2 separate regions of the Sus scrofa genome follow, and region 2 is linked to region 1. A link is a contact called in public HiChIP or PLAC-seq data. All regions are on one chromosome and are shown on one strand. The core of a region is the stretch at or near the end of the contact, and the rest is flanking DNA. Distances in the headings are between cores, read along the strand shown.

What was found. HiChIP or PLAC-seq counts read pairs in DNA pulled down with a chosen protein or histone mark.
Region 2: an H3K27ac HiChIP or PLAC-seq map of skeletal muscle shows a contact between it and region 1. The contact joins the promoter of PPP1R3C here to the enhancer-like site in region 1. A contact is called at or near these places in 1 of 5 promoter capture datasets (liver), 19 of 47 Hi-C or Micro-C datasets (adipocytes, embryonic fibroblasts, fetal heart ventricle and 9 more) and 1 of 2 datasets of contacts at active chromatin or transcription factors (skeletal muscle).

What each region holds. Positions count from the first base shown.
Region 1 is chr14:103,237,234-103,243,333 of Sscrofa11.1, forward strand. No RefSeq gene overlaps it. Among named protein-coding and RNA genes, the nearest start is that of PPP1R3C, 38 kb to the right of the region's middle. Within about 2 kb of position 2,083, at least 41 of the 83 cell types and tissues checked have an H3K27ac peak or open chromatin away from gene starts, as enhancers often do. A contact at or near this core is called in fetal skeletal muscle, liver, omental adipose tissue and 3 more, where this site is marked.
Region 2 is chr14:103,276,699-103,282,218 of Sscrofa11.1, forward strand. PPP1R3C (protein phosphatase 1 regulatory subunit 3C) reads right to left here and starts at 2,059. Exons shown (of 2, transcript XM_005671280.3): 1 at 1,182-2,059. The coding sequence starts at 1,195.

The sequences.
Region 1 (6,100 bases), core at 833-3,332:
CAAAACCCTACCACCTCTAATTTACCTTGGCTGTCACCTGCAACCTCCTAGATCAACTCTTTTTCAACTGAGGTATCATTGATGTACAATATGTTTTCAGATGTACACTGTAGTGACTCACAATTTGTAAAGGTTTCAGTCCACTTACACAGTTATTATAAAATATTGGCTCTATTTCCTGTATAGCACAATCCATCCTGGTAGCCCATTTATTTTGTACATAGTCATTTGTCTCTTAAGCCCCTTCCACTCTCTTGCCCCTTCCGGACCATATCACTCTTTGCACTTTATATCACATTTGCACTCAGACCATGTGCCCCATTTGGAATTCTGGCTGTCCCTTACCAGCTGGGTAACCTTGGGCAAGCCACTTGACCTCGCCATATGTATTCTCTCTCATTTGTAAAAGAGAAATAAAAATAGTTCCTTCCTCATAGGATTGAGTAGTTGTCTCCTATGCACTAAGCAGGACAAAGATAGTTCCACCTTATACACACTTGAATGAGATAATACACCTAAGCCCTTAGCAAACTGCCTGGGACTCAGAGACTGAAGCATAAATGAAATAGTGGCTGTTATAATCATTATTATTAGCTCCTTACTGCTCCGCATAACCTTTTACCAGAGCTAGCGCTGGCTCGTTCTGCTGCTTGGTGTGAGTCATCTCCTGTCATCTCCCCTGAGATAAATAAGAGGAAACCAGTGGGAGTCAGTGAAACTCAGAAGCAAGCGAGTTCTCAGCTAGAATCATCCATCTTTAGGGAGGATAGCAGAGCTACCCCGGACTGAGCAGGTGTTGTGCTGGACCCTTTACAAGCCTCCCCAGAGCTAGTCCTGGAATTACTCCATGAGGAAGCCACCAGCCCACACCCCCCAAGCTGATGCTCCACGCGCCCCCGATTCCTCCTCCAGAATCTAGACGGGAAAGCGTCTCCTCCCACCTCCGCAGATACAACGCAGTTACCGCGTTTCCCTGGCAGGCTGACTCCTGACAAGATGACGTCACTTTATGTGCTCCTTCCTTACCCACATGTTAGCCTATTTGAATTTCTTTTCAGAATGTTCTTTGTGCATCTGTGTGTTTTCCATTTTCAGCCCAAGTGAGCAAACTGTCCTTTAGCTTATTGGAGTGCACATCGGATATTTTTGGTGTTGTAGATCTTCCAAAACAGAAAATTGTCCTTCCTAGACAGAAAGGCAGGCCATTACCATTTGTTGATTCCAGAGACCCTTGAGAATTAAGAAAGAAGCTACTGGGGGAAAGCTCACAGCAGGGGTGTCTGGGGCAAGTGGACTGATATTGGGCAACTAACTTTTAAAACCCTCTGGGTCTCACTTTTCTGCAAAATGAAGGCATTGGATCCCATGATCTTAAGCTTGTTTCTTTTATCCATTAAACAAATAATTATTGTGCTCCGGCTGTATGCCAGGCTCTGGAGCTACCGCAGTGACCAAGACAGACTCAGTCCTGCTCTCACGGAGCTCCCGTTCCAGTCATGAAGACAATAAACAAATCTCTTGAGGCAGTGAGAACCATGAAAGATGATGAGAGATACTCCTTGGGTGAGTCAGGGAGGGTCACCTTTGAGGGCATGGTCAGACAAGGCCCCTGTGCAAGCAACATTTAGACTGAGGATTGAGTAAGGAGCCAGCCATGGAGGAGGGGAGGGTCAGGCAGAGAAAATATATGTACAGTCTGTAGAATTTTCCTTGGGGGAACACTCCGGGTCTATAACAGAGTACCTACTGAACTGGTCCAGATGGGGAAATGCTGTTTCTATATATGCTGTGATGACACAAACTTCCCACCCCTAATGGGGGCACTGCCTGAGCACTTCCCAGCAAACATTCTTGAATGCCTACTATGTGTAAGGCTCAGAGCCTCTAAGTCTCTCTGTGGGAATCACTGCCCAGAGCCAAGTGGCTGGAAGCAACCGAGAGGAATGCTCACTGACCTTTCTGAGCAGCAATGACAATGATAAATGAAGGGGGATCTGGATGCTCGCCCTTGACTATAAGAGGAAACAGGCTGATTGTGAACTGGAGCTCATGTTCTGAAGCTTAAGTTTCACGAGCTATGCAGTTTCTAAAGCTATTTGCCCCCACAGAGCATGACAGGCATTTGGACTTAAGGACTGACCTACTGGACCTCAGGACTCCTCAGCTCCCAGCCGGGATCTCTCAGCTAGGAATGCAAAGGAAAGCTTGCAGCCTCTGCTTCGGGATGGGCTGGGCCCATGGGCACACGGGTGACAGGCAGCATAAAAGGCCGTGCTGAGAGTCCAAACACCGGGTCGCAGTCCCAGCAGTGCCCCCAGGACTCAGGAACCCTCTCCAGCCATTGTAATTGAAGCAAGAGAGCATCCGCTGGGGCCGGGCATGGAGTGGGCTCCTTACATGCTGTACCTCATTCAACCCTCAGCACAGCCCCTTCGGGGAAACGCTGTCATTGTTCCTGCTAAAACAGATGAGACTGCACGAGGTTTTGCAAGTTGCCCAAGGTCACTCAGTGGCAGAGGAGGGATTCTAACTTGAGTCAGGCTAATTTCAAGTGACCTGTTCCCCCTTTTAGCAATTCATCGGTTACATGGGAATAGTAATTATATGTGTCCTACCCTCCTTGTGGAGCTGTTGGGAGACTCAGGCGAGATGAGAAGATGCTTTGTCAACAGTGGCAGGCTCTTCCTGGGTCGACTGGTCCCCAGCGTAGTTTTCTAGCAGCCCTGCTGTTGGCACAGTTTCCTGACCTCCCTCCTACCCCTGTTATGAACGCCCACCAGCACCACGGTGGCCACGACCCCTGGGATCGCTGCCCACACTGCTCCGGGTGGTGGTACACCCCTGCCTTTCTCCAGAGTGGCAGGAGCCCTGCCCCCACCCTCCTGGGAAGTCTTGGCCAGCAGCCAGCAGAATGAGGCGGGTGTGTGGAAAATCTGAGGAGATGTTTTCCCTTCTTGGGAAGAAAGCCAAACTGCAGTTCGCTGGAGTTCTATAAATTATGCACCCAGAGAAAATTGCGTTTAGGAAAAAAAGAGAAAAAAAGTTTTGCTATTTGCTTAGAGAGTTGGGTTGGCTGAGCCAGGGCCAAACCGCACATATTTGACCTAACTTGCTGTGTTTGCAAAACAGGCCCATGTTCCAGGGGACGGCCAGGAAGACCACAGAACAACCGGCATTGCTCTGCAGGCCTTTTCCAGCCTATTTTCCATCTTCTCCTCCAGTCTGGGCCTGGGGTTTCATTTCTTGGGCCTGGGAGGCTGAGGGTTTCAGAAGAAAGGTGATGGTGTTCTCTCTCTCTCTCTGCACACACCTTTCTCACTCCTCCTTAAAATCTGAGAAGGGGAGCTGACCAGAGGACACCGCTTCCAGGAAGCCTTCCCTGGGCCCTGAAGCTGGGTCAAGGCTCTTTTCTGCCCCCCCCCCCCCCGCCGCCTGCTCCCCCAATACCTGGTCTCCACCAGGCCACCAGCTAGTCTTTTACAGGCCCTGAGCACAGAGTGTGTGTTTGTTTTGCTCCCTGTGGTATCCCCAGGGTGGCATTTCAGTGAAGAAATCAATGACACCCGCATAGCTGTGGTGGTCACCTGGCTCAGTTCCCCTGGGAGACGGCAGGTATCCTGGGTGTCATGTTGTTTGTTTTGTGCCATGATGAGTAGATGAGTAGTGGCCTCATCTACTCTTCTCAGCCTTCCACTAGATGCTGCTCGCAGTCCCTCCGCCTCCTCTTCCTGCCCATCCTTTGCTTCCCTCCACCCCTCTCATCCCATCCCTTCACCCTCCCTCCCAGTCCGGCCTCCTCTCTGCAGGAAGTCTCCCCCCGCTACCCCCGGCCCTGTCCACCCTGCCTCATTCCCCCTCCCTTTATCTTGGATCTCATAAAACCCTGCCATGCTTATCACTGGCTTACTCCACGGCCCCCAGTGATTTGTTTATATAGCTGTCCCCCCGGCTCCCTGCCCCCCCGCCTCAGGCTGCAGGCTCCTGGGAAGCAGAGACCTGTCCTAATCATCTCCATGTCCCTAGCACTTAACACACTGCAGCTGTTCAATACATGCTTGTCGAATGAATGAATGAACATGTGCGGAAGATAATAATAGCAGGTCGTGTCATGGGGCAGAATGCGATTAGGATCCCAGCAAATGCTCTGCGTTCAGAGAAGGGAGGCTAGAGTGGGACGGGGGCTCTGTAGAAAGAAAAACTGACAGGAGATAAAGCACAAAAGGCAGGATGGAGAACAGTAATAGCACAGGAAAGGTGAGGAAAAGTCTAGGCTGTAAAAAACATAAATCAGATCATGGCCTACTCTTGCTTAAAACACTAGTGGCTTTCCCCTCTATTTAGGGGGAAGGCCAACATCTTATCAAAGTCTGTGAGGCCCATGGACTAATCCAGCCCTGAAACTTTGGAAAAACGGAAACCGAGCCTCCGAGTGAGGTTTACAGAGATATGATTATCCGAGTGTTTTTGTTTGACACTGTTTTCTTTTTTTTTTTTTTTAATTAGCAGATCATATGTAATGTTTTTACTATGAATGTATTTGCCTTCAGTTTGAAATCCTCAGTACATCTTTCCAGAGTGAACCATATCCTGTGAGCCTTCCTCTATACAACATAGTGAAGATTTTTGTTTTTTCCTACATGACCCATTCGAAAGTTGCTCTGTTTAATGCCGAAAAAACCTATTCTGGGGTTGTTTATCTTTTAAGTTGCTATCGGATCTTAATGTTACAGACTTCAAGCCAAATCTCCTGAGAACCGGGGAAAGAAGAATTCCCATCACCAACTGCTGAAGCCCCTCTTCCTGCCAACCCTGGGCCAGCAGTGACTGGGACATGTCCCTGCCTGCAGAGGACTTACGATCCGAGACGAGAGGGGCATGTACTCAATATCACATGATAGATTTGATCCAAGCACTGCCCTGGCCATTTTACATACTTTGCTTCTTATTCTCCCAAAAATTATAAGGGGATATATTGTTATTTTCATTTCACAAGTGAGAAAACAGCAGCTGAGAGAGACCAACAGCTCACCCAAGTCATACATCCAGGGAGTGGCAGAATGGGAACCTGAACCTGGGTGTGTGCTTTACCTCAATCTAAAGCAAAAGAGGGAGTTCCCGTCGTGGCACAGTGGTTAACGAATCCGACTAGGAACCATGAGGTTGCTGGTTCGGTCCCTGCCCTTGCTCAGTGAGTGAAAGATCCGGCGTTGCCGTGAGCTATGGTGTAGGTTGCAGATGCGGCTAGGATCCCGAGTTGCTGTGGCTCTGGCGTAGGCCAGTGGCTATAGCTCTGATTGGACCCCTAGCGTGGGAACCTCCATATGCCGTGGGAGCGGCCCAAAAAATAGCAAAAAGACAAAAAAAAAAAAAAAAGCAAAAGAGGCTTAGCTCTACAAAAGAAGAGAAGAAATGGCTTCAACAGTTCCAAGTAGGGGAAGCTGTCCCACAAGGCGCTTGGCCCCTCTGAAGGAAGTGATCATATGTGTCAGCAAGAGGTAACAGGTGTTGCTCACTATGCATATCAGGCACTTTTGTGTAACTCTGTTCCTCACGATAACCCCGAAGGAAGGCAATACAATTCCACAGCTGCAAGGTCAGTAATGCAGTTCCATTTCAGAGTGGGGTCTTAAGAGATGCTCATAGCGGCTAAAGAATGTATTTCAGGTCACCTAGTCAGGAGCAGAGCCAATATTCTGACTCATCTGTCTTGATGCAAAAGGTTTTTTTGTTTGTTTGTTTTTTGCAAAGTCTTTTATTCCCCGCTACTATTCCCAGCTGAGAAGAAGCAGTGAGCATCTAACCATTCAGTTTACTACTGACGACTCCAGGAAGACCACTGAGAAAAGGACCTCAGAATCTGCTCAGCAGAGAAAGGTTCAGGCTGAGGCAAGAACTTGTAGGAAATATATGGAATGAGTTTCTACCTCTAAAAAGGCTGACGAGAATGGGCATAGGAGACTGGGATGGACAGACCTCCTGTTGTATCACTGCAGAGCAAGGGATCACCAGCCCTGAGATGGCATGGCCCCCAAACAGGGCCTGGGCCAAAGCCAGGTTACCCCAAAGCATAACTGATCACCAGACCGATTCTAGATTTGAG
Region 2 (5,520 bases), core at 809-3,308, 39 kb after region 1:
TTTAATATATGCCATATATGTGAACTTACACATATTGAAAAGTTTAATAGGAAACATAAAAAAAAAGTTCATTATCTCTGGGTGATATATGACCTGTTTTTACCTTTGTACTTTTTTGGTATTTTCCAATGTTTTGGCAATGGCTATTTATAACCAGAAAGATAAAATTATTTAAAAATTTAAACAAAAACTATTTAAAAATTTAAACTATTCTAAAGAAGTGTCCATCAAGAAGAGTATTTTTTCTGGCCTTTAGCCCTGAGAATATATTGCCAAGCTTATGGACATTTTTTACCTTCAGATAAGAGGTGCATGGATATTATGTGACTTCAATCTGGCTTTAGTAAGCCAGCAGCAGTTCTAAGCATATAGGCAAATGGTCTCGGTCATAAAATGGATAATAAAAGAACACTCAGAGAATTTACTTTATTAATCCTGGGTTTTTTTCTGGGAGACCTACAAACTTAGAACAAACAAATGAAAGAGGAAAGCTACATTTGTGGGTCTAATAATAGTTAACAGGCAGGATTTTTAGAGAAGTCTTCTGCTAAGTTATGCCTGGAGAAGCTATTTAAATAGTTTGAGGGAGGTTTTTTCCTGTCTTTCTTTCTTTCGGGGATCCTGTTTCGTATTTTCACTTTTTGCACCTATAGAAAGACAGTTTTTGAATATGGCGATTTCTCTGAAACTTTAAGTCCTACTCAAGAGTTAAAAAAAATAATCATTTGCTCACACTCTGAGGCCGAGTTTGCTATGGCAAACCGTCATAAGAAGAGCTGAACACCCAGGAGTGCAAACATCGTCCTGCAGTTTTTCCCCAAAGCTAAACAATCCAACCAGCAGTCTCAGAGCGCTGTACCCACGAGCTAAGCTGTCCTAGTCCTTGAGGCATTTGTGCGGGACAAAAAAGATGCGGTCAGAATCCCTTACGGAATCTGAACTAAAGCTGACTCACGTTAGGACAGTTTCTGGTTTAAGATGCCATTTACCAACACCAGCTCTGCCTAAAAAGCACATGGGAAATCTCCACTCCTTGGAGTTATCCCCGGTGCCAGCAGTCAGTCTACTTGCCCTCTCCTGGGTTCTCCATTTGCAGTGATGACGGAAGGAAAACGCAGCCCAACCTCCCCCCAGCTGCGCGCTCTCTCGGAGCCCAGGCGGAGAGTCTGCAGGGAACCTACCTGGTGCAGCTCATCAGGCAGAGGGGCGGCGGCACTCCACTACCTGCGTAATTTCGCACCAGGCTCCCCGCGGTACCCACTGGGCGGCAGCTCTGGCGGATTGTGGGTGCGGCGCCCGAGAGGCCGCTTATCTGCTCCCGACCACGTGAGCCAACGGCTGGGACCAATCACCAGGCCGCGAGCTCGAGGGCGCGACCAACCAGCGTTCAGCTGGGACTCGAGCCCCGGCCCCGTGGACGTGACTGCGGTAGTGCGGGAAGCGCGGGCGCCGGGGTACCCCTGGGACAGCTGGCCCGAGCCGCGTAACGCGAACCCCGGGCGAGGGGCCGCGGAGGCAACCCCGTGGCGCACGTAGCGGGTGCAAGCCAGAAGAGAAAGCCCTAAACCCTCCCCCGGGCCGGGCGCCAGCACCGCGGGACTGCGGCGCAAAGAGATCCCTTTCGCTTCTAAAGGCTTCTGTGCACGGTAAAATCTTAGTGCAGAACGTTGTGGCTCGTTCCAAATGCATTTGTATTTGAAATTTTTATCTTGTTCATTGCTTGGTGCATCAGCTCATCTTCTCCCTCTCCTTGGCCTGAGCAGTCGGTCACATCTTGGTGTTAACGTGAACCCACAAATAGACTGCCTATCTAACCAGTGTTAATAAACCATATTAACCCTATAAGACAGTAAGGCAGCATTTAATTAAAAGACACTTTGTATTGCGACCATTTCTTCAGTTTTTCTCCCTGGAAGAGAAAACTAAAGCCAGGAATGAAATGGCTTTCTTTTTCGCTCATGCGGCCAGTCAGCCACAAAACCAGTGGTCAATCCAAATCCCTCAATTCTGTTCTGATGTCCTCTGGCAGTGATGTGAAAACCAAAATGTTAAAATATCACACTGCGAGTTTCATGACTCTCCCAAGCCAATTACCCTCTCTGAGGTTTCGTAATTTTGTTTAGTTTGGGGGGGTTTTCGACCATCAGTTACAACCATAAAATTGTATTTCTAAGTCGAGTTTAAATTATTTTTATAAAACCCCTGTCCTTTTTCTGCTCTCTTAGTTATCCAGTAGTCCTCTAAAATGTACAAAATGTACAATGTAAAATGTACAAAAATCTCTGTGTCTTTTAAATCACTCTCAAACAGTAGAATTGTTAGTGGAGTTATTAAAGAAAAGGAAACTCATGCTAAATAGCCCTGGGGAAGGTACTTAATGCTTGGGCTTGATTTTTTTTGAAAGGAAACATCCACCTCAGAGCAGATCTGCTGGCCTCTCAGCCCAACCAAAACTAACTGAAGGGACACGGTCTTTGACACTGGAGTCTAGGCAAGTTCTAGCATCAACTCCTTCACCTGTAAAATGGAGATAGTGAAGTTGTTCTGATAATTAAATGAAATTGTATGGGTGGGAAAACTCAGCATAGTGACTGGTGTGTGTTCAACCTGTGGTGGCTCTCAAGTAAGTGCCCTTGCCTTCAGTTTTAGTTTTTACTCTGCTAACATTTCCTTTAAGTACTTCTCAATGATTAGAATGGTAAAAAAAGGAAGGCACCTTAGGTATCACTGGCTTCAGAGGCTTTATTTCACAGATGAGGCATCTAAAGCTTAGAGAAGCTGAGCTGCTTGCCAGGGGCTGGTTAGGTCAGAGTCAAAACTAGGACACTGAGTTGAGGTTTTTTCTCCTCTACTCACAATCCTATGTTGAGCTAAAGAGTGGCTATTACGAATTAAAGTTATGGGGAAACATAAAGTAAGAATGTGTTGTGATCCTGGAGTTCCTGTCATGGCACAGTGGAAATGAGTCTGAGTAGGAACCATGAGGTTGTGGGTTCGATCCCTGGCCTCACTTCGTGGATTGGGGGTCCCGCATTGCCATGAGCTGTGGTGTAGGTCACAGACGCGGCTCAGATCTGGTGTTGCTGTGGCTCTGGCATAGGCAGCAGCAACAGCTCCAATTAGACCTCTAGCCTGGGAATCTCCATATGCCACCAGTACAGCCCCCTAAAGACAAAAAAACAAACAAAAAAAAAAGTATTGTGATCTTGTTTTAGTGGTAAGATGTGCACACATAGAAAATAGAATATGCTCTACCAAAACGTTAACAGTGCTTACTTTTGGATGGTGAGATTTTGAGTAAGTAAATTTTTCTTTGTTATTTTGTTTTTTGTCTTTTTAAATTTTTCTACAATGAACATGGACTTCTTCTGTAGTTGAGAAACCACTTTTAAATAACTTAAGACTTTCCAATTCCAGGAACGGTATTGGAAGCTTTCACATGCTTCCTGCCTTGACTCACAGAGACCTTTTGAGTTTGGGCTTCTTTCCATTCAAGCTGCTATCTCTTCTGCCCCCTGGTGCTGACTAATGCCATAAAAGTCACCTCTCCAAACTCAAAATAGAATTCAGGGGAACAGGGCTCTTTCCAAGAAAGGGCGAGCCTCAATAAATTGCATGATACAGACCTCTCATTTCTTCCCCACTCCCCCCCCGCAGATTTATTGAGATGTAATTGCCATATGACATTATGTAAGTTTATAATGTACAAGGAATTGATTTGGTACGCTTACATATTGCAAAATGATTACAACCACAGTGCTGGCTAAAGCCTCCATCACGTCATATAATTATCATTTCTTTTCTGTGGTGCAAACATTTAAGGTATACTCTCTCAGCAGCTTCCAAGTGTATAATACAGTATTATTAACCATGTTGCAATTAGAGCACTTGAACTTTGTACTCTTGGTACCGCATTGCCCCACTCCACCCCCAACCCCTGGTAACCGTCATTCTACTGTCTGTTTCCACGAGTTCAGCTTTCTTGGATTCCACATATAGTTGAGATCATACAGTATTTGTCTTTCTCTGACTTATTTCATCTAGTAGAATCAGCCCCCTCATTTCTATCTCCCTCCTAGCTTTTACTGCCCATCATTATGGGATGAGAGGGACTGGAATAGAATCTTAATTCTTAGCTGGGTGTTACACCATTGAAGACACAGTACATTAGAAACTGTGTGGAATTTTATTATGATTTGTAGGTTTTATCCAACTGTGGTTTGATAGCATCCAAATATTGCTTTGCCCTTCCCATCTTAACAATAAATCTACGAATAAGGGCTTCTTGATCTGTGTGGTGTCTCTAGCTATGTTAGGGGTTACAAGGATTCATGAGCCACAGCCTCTTGACTTTGAGAATGCTACAATATGAATTATAGAAAACCAAATTTAAACTCCCAGGGAACATTGTTAGGTGCTGCAATGTAAGGGGCTGATGATTGTGTGGCTTAAGCAAAGGGGTCTCTTCCAGCTCCACCCAAAACATTACCAGATAGGCCCTTGTGAGAAAAACACTCTGGGGTGAGGGGTCCCAGGTTGCCAGCTCATTTCCTCCAACCTTGCCTTTTTTTTTCAGTGCCCAATCAAGAAAGTGCTTGAATATTCAACTTTACAGCTACTAACATAAAATGTCAGTACTTTTTAACCCACCTTAATAGTAACAGGATGAACAATGTGACTGATCTTCAAGCCCTGCCCTGCAGAGTTAGTGAGATGGAGAACTTCTCATTTTGATGAAACAAACTGGGGTTTCTATTTTTGAGAAAAGAGGAGAGCCAGTTCACAAGTCTCTGTGAACAGTAAGCTCTCTCTTCCACTAACTCCTTCTGCCTTCTTTAGCCACATTGGATGGGAACACCAATATTAGGTGAAGGAGTATAATTTAAAAACAACAACAGCAACAACAAGACTTGTATAAATCTTACTTTAGGTCAGGCACTGTTTTAAGCACTTTACAAATATTAACTCATAGGACATTTATAAGAATCCTATGAGGTCGAAACTATGATGATTAACCACCTTTCAAGATGAGAAAACTGAGGAGATCTAGGGAGTTTAAGTAACTTGTCCAAGATCATGCAGCTGGTAGATGGCAGGGCCACATTTCAAAGCGTCTGGAGTCCACACTCTCAGTGTGTAAATTGCTGTGAAAAGGACAAGCACCACACTGGTACCCACCAAGACCCAAAAAGATGCTCTGTAGAAGGCCAGGGAGATTCAGAAAAGGGGAGGACTCCCTGAGGTATATTTATGGAAGCTTCAAGAAGGAAGTGAGACTTGGGAAATGCGAAGGATTTAAATGTGGTGGAGTAACATCTGTAGGGCATTTAGATGATAGGAATCCAGCTGTGTGACTCAACCAGTGAACAAGTAAATGAAATCACAGTTGAAATGGTATTAGCAGCCCACTATTCCATGCAAAAGACATATTCCCAGAGGGCAAGAGAAGGAGTTAAAAGTGTTACTGAATAGACTAGGCTCTTGGCCATTCTGTTTGCACTGAAAGATTTTCAAGTGTAA